Regions from separate parts of the Mus musculus genome. Here region 1 is linked to region 2. A link is a contact called in public HiChIP or PLAC-seq data. All regions are on one chromosome and are shown on one strand. Each heading gives the region's core, a stretch centred on a gene start, on an enhancer-like site or on the middle of the called end of the contact. The rest is flanking DNA. Distances are from core to core; before and after follow the strand shown.

Region 1 (4,263 bases), core at 63-2,562, 130 kb after region 2:
TCATCTGGAACTGGGTTTACAGATGGTTGGAGGTCACCATGTGGGGCTTAGGAATTGAACCTGGGTCCTACGGAAGAGCAGCCAGTGTTCTTAACTGTTGAGTCATCTCTCCAGCTCCCAACACACACAGAAACATACACACTTTTATTTTTAACTGAGACAAGATGGAATGTATACTATGCTGTCCTTGAACTTGTTTTGGAGCCAAGAATATCCCTGGCTTTCGAATCTCCTGCCTCTACTTAATTGCTAGGGTGAAGGACATGTGCTCCATGCCTGGTCCATAGAGCAATGAGGATCATACTTAGAGCGTCGTGCATGCTAGGCAAGCATGCTACCTGAGTTACACCACCAGCCCTTTGGCCCACCCTTGATGGCATATTGCTGTCCAGCAGAGATCATAGATGAGAAAGTTTTTTTCTACACTGGGGAAACTTTTAAGTGAAATGGGGGCTTGCCATTCTTATTCCAAGAATGTCCCCTACTTTAACATTCTCCAGAGTAGAAAAATGACCACACTCTGTGTAAAAGGAAGATTAATTTTCATCTGGATTTTTGTCAGGGGGAATAAATCACCTAAGGTACTCTGAAGTCCAGATCCAAATTTCCCAGAGTGCATTGTGAAGACAGCCTGCATTTTTCTCAGTCTGACCGTGTCAGTTCTTCGATCTCAGCACTGCCCCTTGGGTAAATTCCTTAGAATCTCCGGGTTTTAATTTCTCAGAGAGACAGAGAGACTCCAATGGCAGAATACCTGAGATTAGATTTAAAATAAAATGTGTTTTGCATAAGGCTTGTCAAGGTTTCTGTGGAGGGAAGGCGAATGGCTGGAAGCAGCTCTTATCATCGCAGCCGGCTGCGGCTTCCCGAGAAATTATAGGGAAGGTGGGCAGTTAGTTAGCATTTCCATTTCAGCTGTAATGGCCTCCAGGATCACACACACTTCAAGCGGGCTGCCTCGAGTCACCGGATTAGCAGCCCATTGTTTCCAGCAAGGGACAGCTCACTCAAGCGAGGCTTCTGTTGGAGAATGTGTTTCACATTCAAATGCACCTGCGGTTTTGTTTACATTTCTCCGAGATTTCTCTCAGATCCAGAGACGATCTGGAGAAACGCAACAGCCTGCGCCTCTTATCAGCTCAACGGTTCAGTTCTCTTATCTCCCAGCAGCACAAAAGGTGACCCCAGTGGAAATGCAAAGCACTGGTGATAAACACTCCCCCATCTTAATTCAGAAGCGTTCCCACCAGCCAGGCTGGGAGAATGCGGAAAGGTTTCGTTGACCCAGAGCAAAGTTTGTTCTGCCTGGTGACCACGAGAACACACGTGTTCATCCCGCCGACAGCGCGTGACCCTGCCAGCTCCCCAAGAGAGAGCGGGAGGCCCGCTTCTTGGCACTCAGTTTTCTAAGGGCAGCTTTACCCGTCCCAGACAGTTCCTCTAGATCTTCAGCTTTTAAATACCTTTCTCAAAATACGTGGGAGGAGGGCTGTAGAGACGTGTGAATTCTGGGGATTTGCTGGTCAGCCAGTCTAGTCACATCATCGAGTTTCACGTTCAGTGAGAGACCTTTTCTGATTTTCCCTTGATGACTGGATAAAGCAAATATAGTTTCATTTACTCCAATCTTAATTATTATATTTATTTGTGTGTGTGTGTGTGTGTGTGTGTGTGTGTGTATACATGCCAGAGCACGCATCAAGGTCATAGAACAGCTTTCATGAGTTGACTATTCACCACGTGGGGTGTGGGAATTTAGCTAAGTTAGCAAACGGCTTTCTCCAGTGAACCATAGCATCGCCCACCCCCGTGCCTCAATTACTAACAATAAGTCTCAGAAAATGCTCTGTACATCAACAGTAAAGCTTGTATATGTGTGCATTGCAGAAAAGCAAGTGAGGGCTAGACAGCTGAGCAGGGTTTAAGGAGGCAATGGATTTATCAGATGGGAAGACAGCACCAAGGTGCTTAAATGAATTGCTTTGTTTGATTTTGTTTCGTTTTGTTTGTGTTTTTGTTTTTGTTAACACTCTAAGTTACCTAAAAGCTGTGTGGGGTTTTTATACAGTTTCTTTTTTTAATATTTTAATTAAAAATAAACTATGTTTATATGTGTGTTACTTTGTAGGTATGAGCACTTATGAGTGCAGATCCACCGTAAGGCCAGAAGAGGGCGCAAGATCTCTGGAGCTGTTGTGAGCTGCCTGATAGATCGCTGGGATCTGAACTCATTCTTAGCAAGAGCAGCAGATGCTCTTAACTCTCTCTCTCTCTAGCCAGGCAACTGTATTTTAAAATGTTAATATATCTTTAGCTTTGCACTTATTTTTAGAAGGCAATTAAAATGTCTGAAGCGATGGCCTGATTTGTAAAATTCTTTTTAAGGGTTCAATAGTGCAAGAAGATTTTGCCCCCCTTTTATTTTGTCTTTTTATTTTTGAGACAGAGTTTTTTCTGGTTGCCCTAGAACTCACACTGTAAACCAGGCTGAATTCAACTTCACAGAGCTCTGCCTGTCTCTGCCTCCTGAGTGCTGGGATTAAAGGTGTGCACCACCATGCCACTGGCCCAGTGGCCCTCTCCATGCTCTTAATCATGAGTCATCTCTCTCCCACTACCGCTTCCTTGCAAAAAGATTTTTTTATTTTTAGTTATGTGTGTAAGTGTGTGTGTGTGTGTTTGTGTCTTTGTGAGGGCAGCACGATATTTCAGCATCCTGGGCAGGTAAAGTAATGGTAGATAAGAAGGAAGACCAGTGGGGGAAATCTATGTGGATCTGAGGCCCAACATGTCTGCTCCACTTTTGCATTTTTTGCTAGAGCTGTGAGTCGTTGTCCTCCCCCGCCCCCCACAGCCCCACACATTTGTTAGCCTGTGTTTGTTTTTTCTTAACTTGCTTTTCCCTGCGTTGTGTACTACAGTTGATGTGCCAAGGCCAAACCTGACTTCTCCACTGTCAACAGGAAACACAGTGCAAGGACTGTCCCCGGGAAAACCTGCAGAGCAGAGCAGGAAGCGTGGCTCTTCATGGCTCTGTGTCCGCAGAGCCCCCAGCACACCCACACAGGACAGCTCAGACTTACCGGGCTGCTTATCTATAACTGAAATCTAGACATTGAAAACTACCCAAGCCCTTCTTAACTTTCCAGAATCATTAGTAGAAGCCTTTCAAAACCGCACGAGCCCAGCCCTTCTCAAGAAATTGTGCTACAATGGGGTATTTTTCAGCAGTGAAGAAGAGCGAGGCTGGATTGTTTTTGTAGAAAAATTGGATGGAGCGTCTCATGTTTTAGAAAATAAGCACGTCAGAAGATAAATATTACATGTCTCTCTCATAGAGGACACACACACACGCGCGCGTGTAGAGAGAGAGAGAGAGAGAGAGAGAGAGAGAGGGAGAGAGAGAGAGAGAGAGAGAGGCAGACACATGGCATGAAACACTGGGAAAAGGGATCAGTGAGAAATCCCAGTGGGCCATGGGGGGTAGGGCTGACTATCAAAGCATGCGACTCTCTCTCTCCCTATCTGTCTCTTTGTCTCTCTGTGTATCTCTATCTCTGTCTCTCTCTTTACCCTAGCCTAGACCCAGATGCCCACTCTCTCTTGCCCTGTCTATTGCTGCAGCCCTGAAACTCATCCCTGCCCCCACTCCTAACTCATCACTGCTCACACTCCTAACTCATCCCTGCTCACAGTCCTAACTCATCCCTGCCCTCACTCCTAACTCATCCCTGCCCTCACTCCTAACTCATCCCTGCTCACACTCCTAACTCATCCCTGCTCACACTCCTAACTCATCCCTGCCTCCACTCCTAACTCATCCCTGCCCTCACTCCTAACTCATCCCTGCCCCCACTCCTAACTCATCCCTGCCCCCACTCCTAACTCATCCCTGCCCTCACTCCTAACTCATCCCTGCTCACACTCCTAACTCATCCCTGCTCACACTCCTAACTCATCCCTGCCCTCACTCCTAACTCATCCCTGCTCACACTCCTAACTCATCCCTGCTCACACTCCTAACTCATCCCTGCCCTCACTCCTAACTCATCCCTGCTCACACTCCTAACTCATCCCTGCTCACACTCCTAACTCATCCCTGCCCTCACTCCTAACTCATCCCTGCTCACACTCCTAACTCATCCCTGCTCACACTCGTCACGCCTGCCCCAGGTTCCACATTCATAAAACAATAGCAATGGCATAGAAACCAATTATCAAATCACCCTTCCCTCACATAAGATCCTCCAATGGTTTTGCTTG
Region 2 (4,565 bases), core at 823-3,322:
GGGGGAGAGGGAGTGAGGGGAAGGGGAAACCAGGAGAGGGAAAGAGGGAGAGAGGGAGAGAAGGAGAGAAGGAGGGAGGGAGGGAGGGAGGGAGGGAGAGAACTATTTTCAATGTTTAGAAAAAAAAAATTTCCCCTTTAAAAAAAAAAACTAAGAGTCAGGTATAGTGGCACATGTTTTTAATCTCAGAGCTTGGGAGTCAGACACAGGTGGAGCTCTGAGTTCAAGGCCAGTCTAGTCTACACAGCGAATTCCAGGACCAGCAGAGCTATAGTGCATCCCTGCCCAAACAAACAAATATGCCTTAGCCTTCTGAAGTGTTCACTACCATGTTTGCTTTTTTTTCCAGGAGAAAAAAAAAAAACATGTATTTTTATTTGTTTTTCAATCTCCCAGTCCAAAGGGGGAAAAGTGTGGTAACACAGCCTACAATTATGTGCAACTGTGTGCCAAAGCTTTACAATGCACCTTTAAGGATACTTTTAGTTTACATGATCCTCTTAAAAAAAAAAATCACCAAACAACTGACAATGTGTGGCCTAAAATTCCAGCACCCACAAAACAGAGGGAGGAGATACATAACTAAACCCTTTCTCACTACACCCCAAAACACTGGAAATGCTTAAATACACAGATCATTTATTACCAAAACAGCTCCATAATATACAGCAAAAGAGCTACACGCTACACTAGTGATACAACCAGCATCTAGCACCCAACATCACCGCAAACTTAAGTGCACCAGGTCACTTTCTTCCTTTTCACATATTCTACAGACCTTTTAAAAATAAACACAACGGAATCGTGATCATAAAAACAATCTATCTTTGACTCGGGATGTGACTCAGCTGCAGTCAGTGTGCATGAAGTCATCCGCGGGCACCTCAGAAACCAGGTAAGGTGAAAGTACACCTGTAATCCGAGCACCCAGAAGAGGGGGTAGAGGCAGACAGAGTTCCTTGTCACCCTAGGCTCCACAATTCAAGTCTATGCTGGGGTACCTGAGATCTTGTCTCACAAACACATGGATTCTTTTAAACAAATAGTCATTTCAGCTTTTCTTTTAAATAAACCTTTTTTTTTTCCATAAACACGTCACACCAGAGTAAGGAACCCAAACTACAATAGTGTATACGTTATTGATAACAGTGCAATTAGCGATTCTCATTTACTTAGAGCTCAATATTTTAGTCACTATCTTAAATCTTTCCCTTGCCACTTTTTAACGCTTGCAGCCATCCTAAAAGACAAATGTCACTGTCATATCCAGTTTGTGGCTAAGGAAGTTGCTCACACAGCGACTCCTAGCCGGGTCTAACTGAGGGAGCTAAGTTAACCGCTAACCACACACATCTGTGGCCAGGAAGGGGCGGGGCGGCCTGTGTTTTATATTTTTAAAAATTGAAAATCGGAATTCTACAGGAATTCCAGAGGGAAACCACAAAACAATCAAGGCAGCTCGGGGCTGCGGCGGGCGGGCGGGAGGCCAAAATCCCGGTCCCAACTGCGCCCTTCACCCTGAGGCGCCGGACAGAAGCAGAATAGATAGAGAGCCCAGCCTCCCGCAAGGAAGGGCCGGGACGAGAGCAGAGGGCAGGACAGGAGGCGGATGTGGGGAAGGAGGATGGAGGGGAGCGGGACAGACAGGTACGCAGCCGTGGGAGCTCACCGCGGCGGGGGCGCCGGCCTTGGTCGCCACGGCCCGTGCTCAGTTCCGGGTTCCCGAATCCCTTCCCGTCCCCCACTCACCCCGCAGTCCTCACCACGCTCAGAGATTTTAAAAAGGAACCACGACGGCGCAGTCCTCGCTTATCCTTCTCAAACACTAAGTCTCCCCCTCACAGGCGCCGCCATGGCTCGAGAGAGGCTGCCGCCTCCGATTCAAAAAAATCCAGTCGCTCTCTCTAAGAGCCATGCTGATTGGCGCGCTCTGTCAACCTCCTTTTGATAGGCTGGAACCTCGGGCGGACTGCCGATTGGTCAATCCCAACGTCTGCCTTCGGGAGGCGCCGGCTGATTGGTTGTGAGTGTGTTTCAAATCCGGTAAACGGCTGGAGCGTGCGAACGTCGGCGGAGTGCCCGGATGTGGGCTTGAGGAGGCGTGGCTCTGCAGCGCCTCTGGATGCAGCAGGTGTTTCTGTGGTTACCGCTTGTTTACTCCGTAAACAGCCCAGTTCCTGATGAACGGTCTCTCTGCCATCACCTCCAACTTCAAGAAAAAGTACCAAGCACCGCAAACCGATCCGCTCTTACTACTAACCAGATTTTATTTTTGAAGACAAGCTTGCATCTGAGTAATTAATATAAAAAAGTGTATAAGGAGATTTTAGAATCTCCTGAAGCAAAACTGCTTCTGGGTGGGTTGCTCCCTCCCCACCCCAACTCCCAGCTTAGGAATGTTAGTGACTGTGCTTGGAAGTCTAGAAAAGAAGGGATTGTTTTACCCCTGGGATCAGTATTGCTATTTTGAAATTTGTTTCTAGATGGAATGTTCTATAATACAGTCGCCTAGGCATACACTTCTAGCTGGGTGTGGTCTCAAAGCCTGTACTAAGGAGGACAAGACCAGCCTAGGCTATAGGAGACCAGGACTCAAAACAATTATTTTTCACTTTCAAAACCTTACCAAGTGTTTGGATCGGTTGCTAGGCCCCAAATCTCATTAAGAGGTTTTTAAAGCACTTTTGAAATTTAGATTGATAAATTTTATGTGTCTTTTTGCCTATACATATTATTTTTTCCTGAACGTATGTGCATTTGTGAGTGCCTGCTGTCCTTGGACATAGGAGGAGGCCAGATCCCCAGAGACTGGAATTACAGAGAATGATGAACCACCAGGTGGGTGCTGGAAATCAAACTCACGGCCTATGTGTGAGAAACAAACGCTTTAAACCACTGAGCCAACTCACTTTAAGCCCAAAATCTACTTTAAAACCAAAAGAACTTCTTGACAGCCTAAGCAGTTCGACAAGTCTACGGTGAGTTCATAGAATGAGTAAAACAATCTATAGTTTTGTCTGTCTGGTTGGTTGGTTTTTAGGGTTTTTTGCCTACCAGTATCTATGGCCTGCCAATCACTAGAATTCCGCACTAGCCTTTGGAGTGGAAGAAAGGAAAAATCGGCCTGGACCTTGCCCAGAGAAGTGTGCTTGCAATTTAAACTGGGGTGTGTCTGGCATTCCAAGCATTCTCCTCACTAAAGTAGAAGGCAGCCGCCTCCTTTGTGCCCTGCCCGAGGAGAGCTAGCTTCCCAGTCTGTTGGGTGAGAGTGTAGGATTGCAGTGCAGGAAGGCTAGCTTAGCCTCTTACAGCGAGGGCAGCCCTTTGGTGAGAAATGAACAAGAGATACTATCTTCACCTGCAGGTTGTTATTTACTCGGCAAATCTGTATTAAGTGTAAGAAAGTATTTGCTTGGGGGAAAGCATGAATAAGGGATAGACACAGCCTGTCAGAGTTGGGGGCTGGGAGGAATGATGTAATCCCATCACCACAGAGAGGGGAGCTACAGTTCAAGGTCATTCTAGGGTGCATACCAACTTCCAGGCCAGCCCAGGCTCTGTGAGGCCCAGACATCTTTAGACATAAAAATATAAAGAAAGTCAGATATAATAGATGGGTGTAAAGAAAGCCTAATATAGAAAACACTCTATGGGAAGTGCTGTTTTTTTCTTTTTTGAGGAAATGCTGACAGGAAGCATTTTAGATAATTGTGTGAGAGATGATTGCTGCCAATCTGTACCAAGCAGGGTGCAGATCCTGGTGAAATAAGGCACAGTCCTCTATCTTTGAATCCCTACTCCGGAGTGTGTATGTGGGGGGAGTTACTTGGAGGTCAAAAGAAAAGAATCTGTTCTTTCCTTCCACTGTGGGTTTGAGGAATCTGGCTCAGGTCATCAGGTTGTATTGCAAGAGCTTTTATACACTAGGTCCTCTCACTGGTACGTTAATGGGGGGGGGGGGGAGTTGGGAAGGGTTAAGGGGTTTCTCGCCAGTTAAGAGCTCTTGTGGCTCTTGCAGAGGACCTGGCTTTGGTTTCGAGTATCCACATGGTGGTTCAAAACCACCTCTAACTCACTCCAGTTCCAGGGGATCTTCCATCTTATGCTTTCTTTTTTTCTGGCCAAATGTGAGGATTAGACATGCAAGTGATATGTATACATACATCCAGCAAAACACTCATACACAAAAAATAAAATTTTCAAATCTAAACATGTTTTTAATGTGTAGACCTTTTTAGAAAAGCATGGTCTATTTGCTCTTTGATAAGCAGAGGGTGTGCAGAGGTAGGAACCCAGTTAAAGCTGTTCTCAGTAATTTACTCACAGTTATTGTGCAATAAGCGCTAAGCGTCCAGTAAGGTACGCTAGGAATGAGACGGAACAGACAAGAACCTTGACCTCATCCTGGAACTAGCTTTTATCCCACAAGCTTTCACAAAGAGAACAGTAATAAAAAAATAACTGTCTGATTCTGAAGCTTTTTCAAGTGTTTTCCTACTCCTGAGTCTACACAGCAACAATCTTTTTATTAGCACACTTATAGATAAGGTTAAAATGACTCGATG

The links. HiChIP or PLAC-seq counts read pairs in DNA pulled down with a chosen protein or histone mark.
Region 1: a contact with region 2 is called in an H3K4me3 HiChIP or PLAC-seq map of intestinal villus epithelium, with 5 read pairs. The contact joins the enhancer-like site here to the promoter of 1700125G22Rik in region 2. A contact is called at or near these places in 3 of 39 promoter capture datasets (the C10 cell line, macrophages and pre-B cells), 1 of 484 Hi-C or Micro-C datasets (the G1E-ER4 cell line), 5 of 115 datasets of contacts at active chromatin or transcription factors (embryonic stem cells, intestinal villus epithelium and pancreatic cancer cells) and 2 of 9 other capture datasets (adipose tissue and liver).

Annotation. Positions count from the first base shown.
Region 1 is chr3:27,282,254-27,286,516 of GRCm38.p6, forward strand. It overlaps Gm42192 (a long non-coding RNA gene), which reads left to right. Exons shown (of 3, transcript XR_880703.2): 3 at 2,129-2,208. Among named protein-coding and RNA genes, the nearest start is that of Gm42192, 24 kb to the left of the region's middle. Within about 2 kb of position 1,313, at least 66 of the 459 cell types and tissues checked have an H3K27ac peak or open chromatin away from gene starts, as enhancers often do. A contact at or near this core is called in the G1E-ER4 cell line, adipose tissue, intestinal villus epithelium and 1 more, where this site is marked.
Region 2 is chr3:27,151,954-27,156,518 of GRCm38.p6, forward strand. It overlaps 1700125G22Rik (RIKEN cDNA 1700125G22 gene), which reads left to right and starts at 2,073. Exons shown (of 3, transcript NR_040548.1): 1 at 2,073-2,357; 2 at 2,787-2,978. It overlaps Ect2 (ect2 oncogene), which reads right to left and starts at 1,925. Exons shown (of 24, transcript NM_001177626.1): 1 at 1,750-1,925.